Regions from separate parts of the Anas platyrhynchos genome. Here region 2 is linked to region 1. The links are chromatin contacts, called in public Hi-C maps. All regions are on one chromosome and are shown on one strand. Each heading gives the region's core, a stretch centred on a gene start, on an enhancer-like site or on the middle of the called end of the contact. The rest is flanking DNA. Distances are from core to core; before and after follow the strand shown.

Region 1 (5,573 bases), core at 2,862-5,361:
CTCACCCACCGGTCTCTCAAGCTCCAGGGCCTCAAACCTGTTGCGTAAGGGCACCTGGGAAGGTGGGGCCAGTAGGACGGGGGTGTTGCACGTGAGGTTGAGCAGGGACATGTTTCCATTCCTCTTCAACTCCCAGGTCCCCTCCCTCTGCCCGACTGCTACAGGGCAGGGGGTCCACCCCCATTTGGGGTGTCCCACCCCAGTACCTTTCCTTCAGGCCCTGCAGGGAGTTGCCCCACCAGTCTGTCTCCCTCTCACACTCCCTGGTGGCCCTCAACCTCTCCATCTCCTCCTTGAGCTCTGCCATCAGGCGGACCAGGTCATCCACCTGCTCACACCTTACATGCACAGTATATCTGCCTCCCTCAGAGGGCAGCAACAGGCTCAGGCACTCCCTGCATCCAGAGATCTGAACTGCTGCATTTTTGAGCAGGCAGTCAGTCAGAGTGGTTGCAGACTTTCTAGAGAGAGCTCTCTGCCTAGTGTAGACCATTGCGGCCTAGCTAGTGGCAAACAGCCATTAGATGAGTTGTTCTTATGGGCGGGGGGGAATGCTCTGCCCTGCCTGAGCCCACCCTGCCCACACGCACTGCTGTGCAAACTGCCGCCGAGGATGGTGAGGCTGATGTTGGAGATGTCACTGTGCACAGAAGGCACCATGACAGCTCCTTGCTGCTGGTTCTTAGGTTGTCTGCTGCAGCAGGTGTCTCAGCATTAGGGGTCTTTACCATTGTGGTTCCCTATGGAAAAGCTTTCATCCCTGCTGAGAGCCAAGGAATTATGATATGGGGTGGTAAGTGCCTTGCCCAAGGGGTCTGCAGTGTCTATGGGCACTGCCTCCTACCAGCGCAGCCTTTGTGGCTAGGGTGGCCTGGCTCAGGTGGCCTGGGAGGGAGGAGGCAGGACCTCTCCTGCACCTTAGAAAGGCTGATCCTTACTCATAACCAGAGGTTCTGTTTTAGTCACTATGTTGTTAGCTCAGGTGCACAGAGCTCATTTGTTTGACTGGTGAACACATTCTTGTCGAAGTTTCAGCTCAGATCAGCCTGTGGGCTCCACTTTTATCATGCAACACAGACCCAATACTAGCACTTCTGGGTAACAGCAGCAAAAACTGTTTTAACATGTTGTTTCTACCCTGCAGCTCTTCCCAGAGGTGCTTCTGGTTTTGCTTTGGGATTCTGCTTATCAAAGCTACTCTCAGTTTTGGGACTATTCTTCTGCTTCCCCATCAGGATGTGTTATAGGTCTGCTAGGAGAACATGTGCATAGCTGTGCCAGTCTTGCTGTTTTAGCTGTCCCTCACAGGGTGTATGATATGGGTGTATGAAACTAAAGACAGTTGGCAAAACAGATAAATGAGCAATATCAAGACTTTGTGCTTAGTGAGATGCCAGAGACCTGTCTCTGCTGGAGCACTTGCTGATAAGACAAGTGGGACACTGTGATAAACCAGCAGGTGGATTTTTCCCATACCATCATGGCCCCTCTCCTCAGTGACACAAAGTGACAGGCTGAGCAAGGTTACTTCATAGCATGCCACTGTTGGGGCACTGCCTGCTATGAGTGCAAGTCTAACTCCTGTTGCTGAACTAATAGATACGTGGCACCACAGACACCCACAGTGTGGTGCGATTCTCCCCAACCTCACTGCCTTCCAGCTCCCTCCTGTGAATCGAGCTTGTCTTTGAGATTCATGGTGACTTCTGTCTCCACTCACTTCTCCTGCCCTATATTTCTCTTCCTTCCCATCTGTGTGCTCTGCTGAGGAGGCTTGTGCAGCAGCTAGGTGGTGTGCCTGGATGTGCAGCACCACGCATCCTGCCTCACCACTCCCAGTCCTTCATGCCCATCTGCACTGGAGAGCATGCTAAACCTGTGGCAGTTTGCTCAGGTGCCTGGGAGCCAGCATGTGCCCAGTTGCCTCGCTGCCTGCTTTCATTTGCCTACTTCCCTGCTGCTATTTTCTGGTTCTTTTTTGGTAAAGCAGGGAAAGCAAAAAGCTGTGATCAGAGAGCATGGTGAGCAGCAAGAATGAGAGGGGTGAGCACACGGTAGGGTCTGCTGGGGACTCGGCAGGGGACTGGAGCAAGGAGGGAGTGCAGCAGGCTTGCTGCCTGGGCATGTCTGGAAGGGGTGGTGACAGCAACCTTGGTGCCCTGGTACCACAGTTCACAGCAGCAGGGCAGTGCTCTAAGCTCATCCAGAAACATGGAGCTGAGCTGCCTGGGACATGGCTGCAGGACTGTCTTTCTGGCAAGTTAGCCAGGGCATGCAGTACAGGGCTTGTGCTGATTTCAGAAGGTGCTTAGCCAATACCTGCTTTAGTGTACAAGCATATAGCATGGGCAGGAGACATCTGATCCAGCCTGAAATCTGCCAGTGTGAATTTAATCTGCAAAAATAGGTTATGTGTGGATTTGGACCAGCATAATTTGTATGTAGTACATCAGCCTTTTGCTAAATAGGATGTTAGGATTTTGATAAAAATTTGGTAACCCTATAGCCAGATTGTTGTATGTTTAGACCAAAGGCATGCAGCTTCTGGTATGCATCACCCCCTTTAGCACCAAGCACATATCTGGGTGGGGAAGGAAAGTGTATTTGTTCTGAAATGTGTTGGTCTGATCTCCATGACCATCTCCAGAGCTGCTCTAAGTGGCTGCCCCCTCCAAAGAAAGCCCCTTGTGAGAGCTGCCACAAGTGACTGGAGAAGGAGCTGATCCCTGACTCTCTCTGATGCTGCTGGGTTGCCACTGTTTGTACAAATGGGAGCAACTGTGTGAGCCCGTCACCAAACGGGAGCTGCCTTCAGGAGGAGGTGAGTGCATGGCAGGGCCTGTGCTTCCTGAGCAGAAGTCAGGGATCCCGTGAAGACTGGACTGAAAACTGGAGTTGGCAGTAATGGTTTAATTGTGCTGGAACTGAAGCAGCATTGCCTAGAAGTTGCCTGCTTTTTACAGAAGATGATTACCAAAGTCTGTTGCCGGCCTGGCATAACAAAGTAAGCTGTTGCTGAGGTCTGGCTTGCCTGCACAAAGATGTGAGCAGGTGCTATGTGCAGTGCTTCCTCAGCTGCTGCCTGCCCTGCCTGCTTGCAGGGCTACCCCACGCACTGCCCCACAGAGGGGCCATGGGGAGGTTTTGTTGCAAGCAGCTGATGCTCTCATGCTTTCATCTGTTACAGGTATTGATGTTAAGTCTGCTGGGCAGTCCCAGGGAGATGGTGGCCATGGAGGCACTGGGGACGTTCGGAGACATCAGAGGGGACATGCAGAACACCGAAGACACACTATCGCCAATGGTGTGGATTTTAGCATGGTAAGAAAACAGCCTTGTCCTGGGCTGCAGTCAAGGGGCCTGCCCCTGCAGGATTTCTGTTATAAAGCTGTATTGATGTACATTGTGGTCTTGCAGTTACTTCCAAGGTGTTTTCTGTCCTGAAATGTGCAAGAGAAAGAGAAGTTATGGTTTCCCCTGTGTCCCATGGAGCAATGTCAGCCTATGGAGTTGGCACCTGTGCAGTCAAACACTGTCTTCATGGGCAAAAACTTGGGTAGAGAAAGGCAACAATTTACCTTATGGTACAGGAGAAGGCCCCAGTGCTGCAGTCATCTGAGAAGATTGGTCTCTGGGCTTTTCAAGCATGCCTTGCGCAGAGCCTCAGTGCTGTGTCCTCTGCTAGCTGTTCTTTGTAGGTCAGGTCTCAAGCATGCTGATCCTTGTGGCTCCCAAGAGATTTTTGCTATTAATGCAGAGAAATCTAAACTGAATTTGCCTGGGAAGCCCAGTATCAAGGGATCTGCTCCCCTCTCTGTCCCTGAATGGAGAGGTTTGGATCAGCTTGCCCAAACCAAGGGATCCGCACTGCTCCCAAGTGGAATAGCGAAGCTGCCTGGGCATGTTGCCCACAAGCTCAAGCCAAGACCTTGCCTGCAGGATGAGTGATCATCTGGTCTTTCTTGCTTTGTCTTGTGGCATGAGGGCTGCAGGCAAGGCCGTGACTCTCACATCTGCAATTCCACTTTTGGCACCCTGGTGTCACCAGCTCCCTGATCTGAGCAGGGCCAGCAGGCTGCATGCATGTCCTTGTGCAGCATTGATTACAGCATTGCACTGACCTTGGGCAACATAACATGCTCTGATTCCCGGCCTGGCCAGTCTGGGGAGGGTGCAGTTTATGTACGCATGGGAAAAGATTTGTTGGGCTTACAGCAATGCAAGGGGCTGGGTCTTCCTCTCTCAGACCGAGGGGGTCTCTGCTGAGAGGTGCTGACATGGAGCAATAAATGTGGATGTGTTTGCCTGGGATTAGGGGTCCCTCTGGTCCTCAGGTTTCTGGTGGTTGGACATTGCTGCTTTGACAGGGTATGCCCCCTTCCTCCCTTAGCAGGGCTCTCACATGTGCACATGGCTCCACGGTGGAGTGCAGCAGAGGTGTCATCACTGCCGTGAGTGTGAAGTCCTGCCTGGTGCTGATGAGGAAGGGGATGGTGGCCAGGGTGTCTTGCTGAAGGCTGGTGTTTGTTCCCAGCACTGCCACAAGTGCTGTTGCTTTTAGCGTTGCCATTGCCTTTGTTTCCCCATGGTGCATAGTTGTGTGGGAGGTGGGATGCAGGTGCTCTACCTTTCTTCCATCCATCCATCTCTAGTGTATCTGAGTGCTGCTCTGCCTTTACATGTTCCTCCTCCCAGAGATAGGATGCCTCCACTTGTACTGTGGGGGTTGAGAAGTCTTCCCAAGCACCAGGGCAGAAGTATTTGGTACCAATTCCACTTCTGAGTATGCAGAGACAGTTGGAACAGGTTTGAATCCAGCAAGAATTGAATCTGCATGCAGGGTGGAGATCTTGCCTGGCTACCCTTCCTCCCTGATGAAGGGAGGATATCTGGCAAGACAAGGCACACAGCTGTGATTAGGCTAATCTGCCTAAAACCGGGGGTGGGGGGACGCACTGTTGTCCATCGTGTGTCCTATAGGCGCACTAGGACCTGTTCATCCTCCTCAGCAAAGCAGACGAGTGGGGCCTGTGCTGCAGCCCCAGGACCCTTTATGATAGACAGCTGGTGACTCCTCAGATGTTCGGTGGGTTTTGTTGTTGTTTTATTTTCAATGTGTCCATTGATTGATCCAATTTCCCCATGTCCTTGGCATAGCTGGAATGAGACCTGTGAGAGGCCAAGCACTTTTGTTTGCAGGCAGCCCAGAGAAGAAGCACTCTCCCCTCCCCTTCTACCACAGGCAGTGACCAACCAAGATGTGCTGTGCCCATTCACAGAATTTCTGGGTTGGAAGAGACCTCAAGATCATCAAGTCCAACCTCTGACCTAACGCTAACAGTCCCCACTAAACCATATCCCTAAGCTCTACATCTAAACGTCTTTTAAAGACTTCCAGGGATGGTGACTCCACCACTTCCCTGGGCAGCCCATTCCAATGCCTCACAACCCTCTCGGTAAAGAAGTTCTTCCTAACATCCAACCTAAAACTCCCCTGGCGCAACTTAAGCCCATTCCCCCTTGTCCTGTCACCAGGCATGTGGGAGAACAGACCAACCCCCACCTTGCTACAG
Region 2 (6,498 bases), core at 2,295-4,794, 54 kb after region 1:
CTCCTTTAAGGTACTTACAAAGAGCAATAAGGTCGCCCCTGAGCCTCCTCTTCTCCAGGCTGAACAAACCCAGCTCCCTCAGACGCTCCTCGTAGGACTTGTTCTCCAGACCAGCTTCATCGCCCTTCTCTGGACTCACTCGAGCACCTCCATGTCCTTCTTGTAGCGAGGGGCCCGAAACTGAACACAATACTCAAGGTGCAGCCTTACCAGAGCCGAGTACAGGGGGACAATCACTTCCCTAGACCTGCTGGCCACACTGTTTCTTATGCAAGCCAGGATGCTGTTGGCCTTCTTGGCCACCTGAGCACACTGCTGGCTCATATTCAGCCGACTATCAACCATCACTCCCAGGTCCTTCTCTGCCTGGCAGCTCTCCAACCACTCTTCTCCCAGCCTGTAACTCTGCTTGGGATTGTTGTGCACTTGGCCTTGTTGAATTTCATACAGTTGACCTCAGCCCATCGGTGCAGCCTATCCAGATCCTCCTGCAGAGCCTTCCTACCCTCGAGCAGATCGACACACGCACCTAACTTGGTGTCATCTGCAAACTTACTGAGGGTGCACTCGATCCCCTCATCCAGATCATCGATAAAGATATTAAAGAGGACTGGCCCCAGTACTGAGTCCTGGGGTACTCCACTAGTGACTGGCCTCCAGCTGGATTTGACTCCATTCATCACAACTCTTTGGGCCTGGCTATCCAGCCACTTAATCACGCAATGAAGTGTATGCCAGTCCAACCCATGAACTGGAGAATGCTGTGGGAAATGATGTCAAAAGCCTTACTGAAGTTAAGGTAGACCACATCCACAGCCTTTCCCTCATCCACCAACCGCATCACTTTGTCATAGAAGGAGATCAGGTTTGTCAAGGAGGACCTGCCTTTCATAAACCCATGCTGACTGGGCCTGATCACCTGGTTTCCCTGCAAGTGCCGCATGATGACACTCAAGATAATCTGCTCCATGAGCTTCCCTGGCACTGAGGTCAAACTGACAGGCCTGTAGTTCCCCAGGTCTACTCTCCTGCCTTTCTTGTAGATGGGCATCACGTTTGCTAGCCACCAGTCAACTGGGACTTCCCACAATAGCCAGGACTGCTGATAAATGATGGTAAGCAGGTTGGCCAGTTCCTCTGCCAGTTCCCTCAGTATCCTCGGGTGGATCCCATCTGGACCCATCGACTTGCGTACATCTAAGTGCTGTAGCAGGTCACTTTCCTCGCAGATTATGAGGGCCACATTCTTCTCCCCATCCGCTTCCACCAGCTCAGGGTACTGGGTATCCAGAGAACAACTGCTCTTGCTGCTAAAGACTGAGGCAAAGAAGGCATTAAGCACCTCAGCCTTTTCCTCATCTCTTGTAACTAAGTTTCCCCCCGCATCCAGTAAAGGATGGAGATTCTCCTTAGTCCTCCTTTTCGTGTTGATTTATTTATAAAAACATTTTTTGTTGTCTTTAACAGCAGTACCAGATTGAGCTCCAGGTGAGCTTTGGCCTTTCTAATTTTGACCCTGCACAGCCTTACAACATCCTTATAGTCTTCCTGAGTGGCTTGCTATCTTTTTCAACAGTCATAAACCCTCTTTTTTCCTAAGCTTTTGCCACAACTCTCTGTTCAGTCTGCTTCAACATTTACCAGAGGGACTGTCTCCAGGTGACTCCTGCACGCCACCTCTTTCCATCCTATTGGCAGTCTTTACTTTAACCACAGTGTGCACTTTGAGCTCTTGACTTTTATTACATTTGCCATGTGCAATGCTCACACACAAACCACCTGAGAGTCTCAGGTCTCCAACATGCATGCACTGCACCACTGACTTATCTAAACTCCCTGGCAGTACTACAGACAACTCCCATGCAGCACAGGCACATCAGGAAAACAGGAAGGGGTGAAGACAGCAGCAGCAGGACACAGGCGTAGCACACTGTGCTGCACTGGCTACTCCACAATATCTCCGTACTTGTTCCTCCTCACAGGTGGTGCAACTCTCTCTGCATCCTCTGGGCTGAGACTTTCTGCAATAGACAAGAACAAACTCCTTGTACCCCAGATAATCCCAGCATCTTTGGCAGGTGTGAGCAGAGAACCATAAAGCTCTGTTGAAGAGTTTGATGCCTCTTCAGCTTGGCCTAGCTTCAAGAGTTCATTGATGCCAATAGCAGATAGCAGAGGCAGCCATGAAAACCACCCAGCAGAGGCTGCTCTGGTGCCCTCTGCAGCCCTACCTTTCTCATGAGCAGCCTGGCTTAAGCACAAGCGTGGAGGGGTTTGCTAGCTCACAATCTTCTGCCCTATTCTTCCTCTTCTAGCAAACAAAACCTCCTCCACAATGTCCCTCATGAATCCACAGAACAGGCAGGCCAGCAAGCAGAAGTGAGCATACACTCTCCATACCACTGGCTGCACCCAAATGATGGGCCCAGAGAAGTGAGAGCTGTGAGACTGGGGCAGGGCACTCTGGCTGTGCTAGCACTGCTGCTACCCCAGAGGGCTACTCCTGTCACATAAGAGAAAAGTCCCTTAACTGCAGGGTACCTCTGTGGGACTTTACCAGGGATTCTAAGAAAGATACAAATAGTCACCAGCTTAGAAGCAATGCAGGAACAGCAAAGAGCTGCAGCAGGCAAGACAAGCCCAGGTAAAGCAGCAAGGAGACATGAAATATACCTGTAGGTTGAGACAGCCCATCGGCCATGGTATGCTCCTGTGGGGACTTGCCCGTCTCCAGGTAAATCCAGAAGTCAGAGCATTTCTGTGTCTCTGCTTTGGTCACCATATAGCTGGCAAGGGATCCTGCAGCTGAAGAGACCAACATGCAGGCAGCTTCCAGAGAGCACTGGTAACAAGTGTGTTTGCAACTGCCTACAGGCAGTCCCTGAGCCTCCCAGGCACCCTTGGGGAGCTTGGGGAGCAGAAGGGTGGAATGAGTCAGGTCACAACGCCCCCCACATTAAGGGCAAACCGCCGTTCCACCTGCAAACACGGTCCCGGTCCCGCAAGCCGAGGCCGTGCTCCCTGCAGGGCCCAGCACTGCCAGCCTGCTCACAGCCGAGCCTGCAGCCACATCCCGGCAGCAGGCGCTAGGCAGGGCAAGGAGACTCAGGGCACTCACCCACGGACAGCAGCAGGTTGTACTGGAGGGCGTACGGCAGCTTCTTGTTCACCAGCTTCTGCACGGCGAAAGCGGCTCCGCTGCCTGCCAAAGCCCAGGGACCGCGAGCAGGATACCAGCCAAGGCCACCCGCCGCTGGGGGCCGAGTGCTGGGGCCTCCCCCGCCCGGCGGAGCCCGCCCCGGCCGTACCTGCCACGAAGGCGCCGATGCCCTTCATGAAGGCGTGGGACTGGCACGCCGCGTACTGCCGCAGCGCCTGCGGAGACACCGTCAGGGCACCGGCCCGGCCCCCCCGCCCGGGCCCCGGCTCGCGGCCCCCCAGCCCCGCCAGGGAGGGCCGGCGCCTACCGGGTGCCTGGCGGCCACGCTCTCGTCCACCCGCTGCAGCCCCAGGTTCCCCATGGCGGCGCCGCCCTCGCCGGCCGTGCGGGGCCCGGGGCCGGGCCCGCCCCTTCCGCGCCGCCGCCATGGCGGAGCCGCCGGGGCCTTTCTGCGTGCTGGGGGCCGGGCCGGGCCGGTACCTCTGCTACTGCTGCCCCGCGGCCGGCCCCGGCTCTGCCGGCACCGTCTGGTGAGCGCCGCGCCGGGCGGGGGAGCGGGCCGGGCCGGGCCGGGGCGGCTCGAGCCCCGCCTGAGCCGCTGCCCCCCGCAGTGTGACCGACGCGCTGGAGGTCTGGGCCGGGGAGCTCGGCGCCCGCCCGCCGCAGGGCCGCGTACGTAGCGGGGCTGGGGGCCGCGGGGGGGGGGCCGGGCCGGCGGGGTCCCGGGCCGCGCCGCAGGAGGTGCCCTCTCCCCGCAGGCGCCGCAGGGCGGGACGGGCCTGCCGGAGGACGGCGTCGCGAAGCTCAGGTGGGTGCTCGGCGGGACCCGGCGCCCTTTGCCGCGGGGCTCCGGGCTCCCGCCTCACCCCGGGCTCTTGCCCACGCAGGGAAGCCCTGCGGCGTGGGGCCGTTTCCCTGAGCCTGCAGGAGGGCGGGGCCACGCTGCAGCTGCAAGGGGAGGCCGGACACAGCACCCTTCATCTCTGCAAGCTGCCTGTTGCTGAGGCGAGGACCCAGCTCCAAGCGCTGATGTTTGGCTTGGCGACTTCCATCAAGAAGCTAGAAGAACGTCTCGAAGGTCCGTGTGTGGTTGTGGAACAGGGCAACGGGAGAAAGGAGATCAGCTTCCATCCACTGTCGTGGTACCATCTCTCTCCCACCTAAGGTTTCCCCCAAGTGAGCCAGTTCAGAGGACCAAGTAAGACGGCATTTAGGAGGCTGTTTTCATGGTCTCATCCCACATGACATCTCCTCATGAGCTATGGCTAAATTGGCCAGGAGAGATGAAAATGTGTGGACTGGGCAGCAGAGGTGCTACTTTCGTCTTCCTGCTTGGGCTGACCTGTTCTCAAAGCTGGCCAGGGCCTTCCCTGACCATCTTGGGCAGAAGAGATCCTGTATAGGACTGAAAGCAGCGTTGTGACAGTGTGCAGGAGCACAACCTTGCCCTAATGGCTGACAAAACACCATTGTTGCCTTACAGAGGCAAGTTTCTTTTACCGTGAGGGTGACAGAGCATTGGAACAGGCTGCTCAGAGAGCCTGTGGAGTCTCCATCTCTGGAGATATTCAAAACCCTACTGGATGTGATCCTGTGCAACATGCTGTAGGTGACCCTGCTTGTCAGGGAGGTTGGACTACATGATCTCCAGCTCTCCCTTCCAACCTCAACCATTCTGTGAAGGTCTTGGGGTAGCAGCACCCTAGATGGAAGTGGCTGGAAAGAGAATGTTGCTAGGTTTGGTTGTGGGCTGTGGAGGGGAGGGAACTTGCTGGGAAGCCCGGGATACATTGGCACATAATCTGATTCTCGTTCCTGTCTCAGCAGTGGTGGGCACACTGGGGTCTTCCTGCAGCCCTGAGAAGAATGCTTCCCAGAGCCAGCAGCTCTTCCTGCCAGGTAGGCAGTTACCATGGGTTGTGTTGCTTGTTTGCCTTCTCTTCTCCAGGAAGCTGCTGGCTCCTGTGTCTTTTTACTCTCCAGGAAACTCTGAGCCCCCTCTGCTTTGGCTGCTGTCACCCACCCTGCTCTTGGTGCCCTTCCCAGCACAGGAGGGGCCAGGGCTCAGCATGGTAGCTCTTGAGGTGCACTGTGCTCAGGTCCGATGCCTAGTATCACCAAGCAGGGTTGCTTGCTGGCCTCCAGGAGAAGGTCAGGCTTCACTGCTCTTCCATGGCAGTTCCGTGAGTCCCTGGAGCTTTCACATAGGAGACCAAGTATGGCCCCTCATCATCCATGGCTCCTGGAGGCACATCCTGGGCACAGAGGGGCTTGCAGGGCTGCCAAAGCAACCAGCTGACCTTTGCTTTCCCTATCCTTCCTGTCTCTGACTGAGGCAGACCCCAGCCCAAGGAAGAACAGGGCTGCTGGCTCAGCTTTGTCAGCTAAGCGGAAGATCCCAGGAGAGTCTCTCATTAATCCTGGTTTCAAAAGGTAAGCGCTGTTCCACAGCCCAGTGCTGGGACTTGAGGTCCAGTGGACACCAGCGAGCTCCTGGCTGGCCTGTGACTCTCCTTCCATCACCTTCTAGCAAGAAGGCACCATCTGGAGTGGACTTTGAAGACTCATGACCTGTGGTGTCCTGTCCCCCCGATGACAGCATTTTCAACCACGTGTGGCTGATAGAGGTTTTACTGCCTCCTGGCCCTGCCAGGCTCCTTGCTGCAGGTGTGGATCATGGTCAACAAGGGAGATGGATGGGGCAAGCAGGACCCAGAGACCCGGAGGCAGTGCCTGGCAGGCCTGAGGGGGCAGCAGATCTTCAGCTGGTGCTGTGGCAGGGCCGGGGAGGGGGTAGACAGGGCAGGGGTGACAAAGTGGTGGCTTTTTTTACCTGCAGCTTCTTCCTGCTGAAAGGAGCCACCCCTTTACTCCACTCGCCATTAATTGGTGTGTTGTTTTTTTTAAATATCTTTGAAAGATATTTTTTTAAAGATCACCTGTGCTTAAGTTATTGCCAATAAAGCTGTTTTTAACCAGTCTCTGGGGGCTTGTCCAGAGTGAGAGTGTGTGTGTGTCATTTCCTTTTGCCCTTCCATTGCTCTGGAGCCATGTGGCCAATTTCAACTGAATCTAAGGAGTCAAGGGGTCAGAGGAGTTCACTTTCCTGACAGTTTTGTGCCAGTGGGCTGGTGGGTGACTGGTTAGAGCTTCTCTAGCCCCCTGGAGAGCTGGAAGTGTGGGCACAACCCTTGCTAGACTTGGAGGCCTGCGCAAAGTCCTGTGTGGGAGGAGAGCTGTTGGGGTCTGTCACTCCAGACACAGTTATCTTGCTTGCAAAGCCTTTATTGATCACCAGGTGCTCTGATACATGGCTTGGACTTTTCCTACTTCATCCC

What was found. Hi-C and Micro-C count contacts between places; a contact is called where the count stands out from the background.
Region 2: a Hi-C map of F5 follicle shows a contact between it and region 1, with 2.6 times the contacts expected there. The contact joins the promoter of TMEM141 here to the enhancer-like site in region 1. A contact is called at or near these places in 4 of 8 Hi-C or Micro-C datasets (F5 follicle, liver, skeletal muscle and 1 more).

What each region holds. Positions count from the first base shown.
Region 1 is chr18:2,891,855-2,897,427 of IASCAAS_PekinDuck_T2T, forward strand. SAPCD2 (suppressor APC domain containing 2) reads left to right here. Exons shown (of 5, transcript XM_072025274.1): 2 at 3,188-3,321. Among named protein-coding and RNA genes, the nearest start is that of SAPCD2, 8.4 kb to the left of the region's middle. Within about 2 kb of position 4,112, at least 4 of the 8 cell types and tissues checked have an H3K27ac peak or open chromatin away from gene starts, as enhancers often do. A contact at or near this core is called in F5 follicle, where this site is marked.
Region 2 is chr18:2,945,973-2,952,470 of IASCAAS_PekinDuck_T2T, forward strand. It overlaps TMEM141 (transmembrane protein 141), which reads right to left and starts at 3,545. Exons shown (of 4, transcript XM_027470880.3): 1 at 3,468-3,545; 2 at 3,119-3,308; 3 at 2,674-2,805; 4 at 1,719-2,021. The coding sequence starts at 3,521. The coding sequence ends at 1,945. PAXX (PAXX non-homologous end joining factor) reads left to right here and starts at 3,565. Exons shown (of 7, transcript XM_038164897.2): 1 at 3,565-3,690; 2 at 3,772-3,832; 3 at 3,919-3,968; 4 at 4,048-4,238; 5 at 4,985-5,059; 6 at 5,500-5,593; 7 at 5,691-6,159. The coding sequence starts at 3,587. The coding sequence ends at 5,730. It overlaps CLIC3 (chloride intracellular channel 3), which reads right to left. Exons shown (of 6, transcript XM_005014804.6): 6 at 6,425-6,498.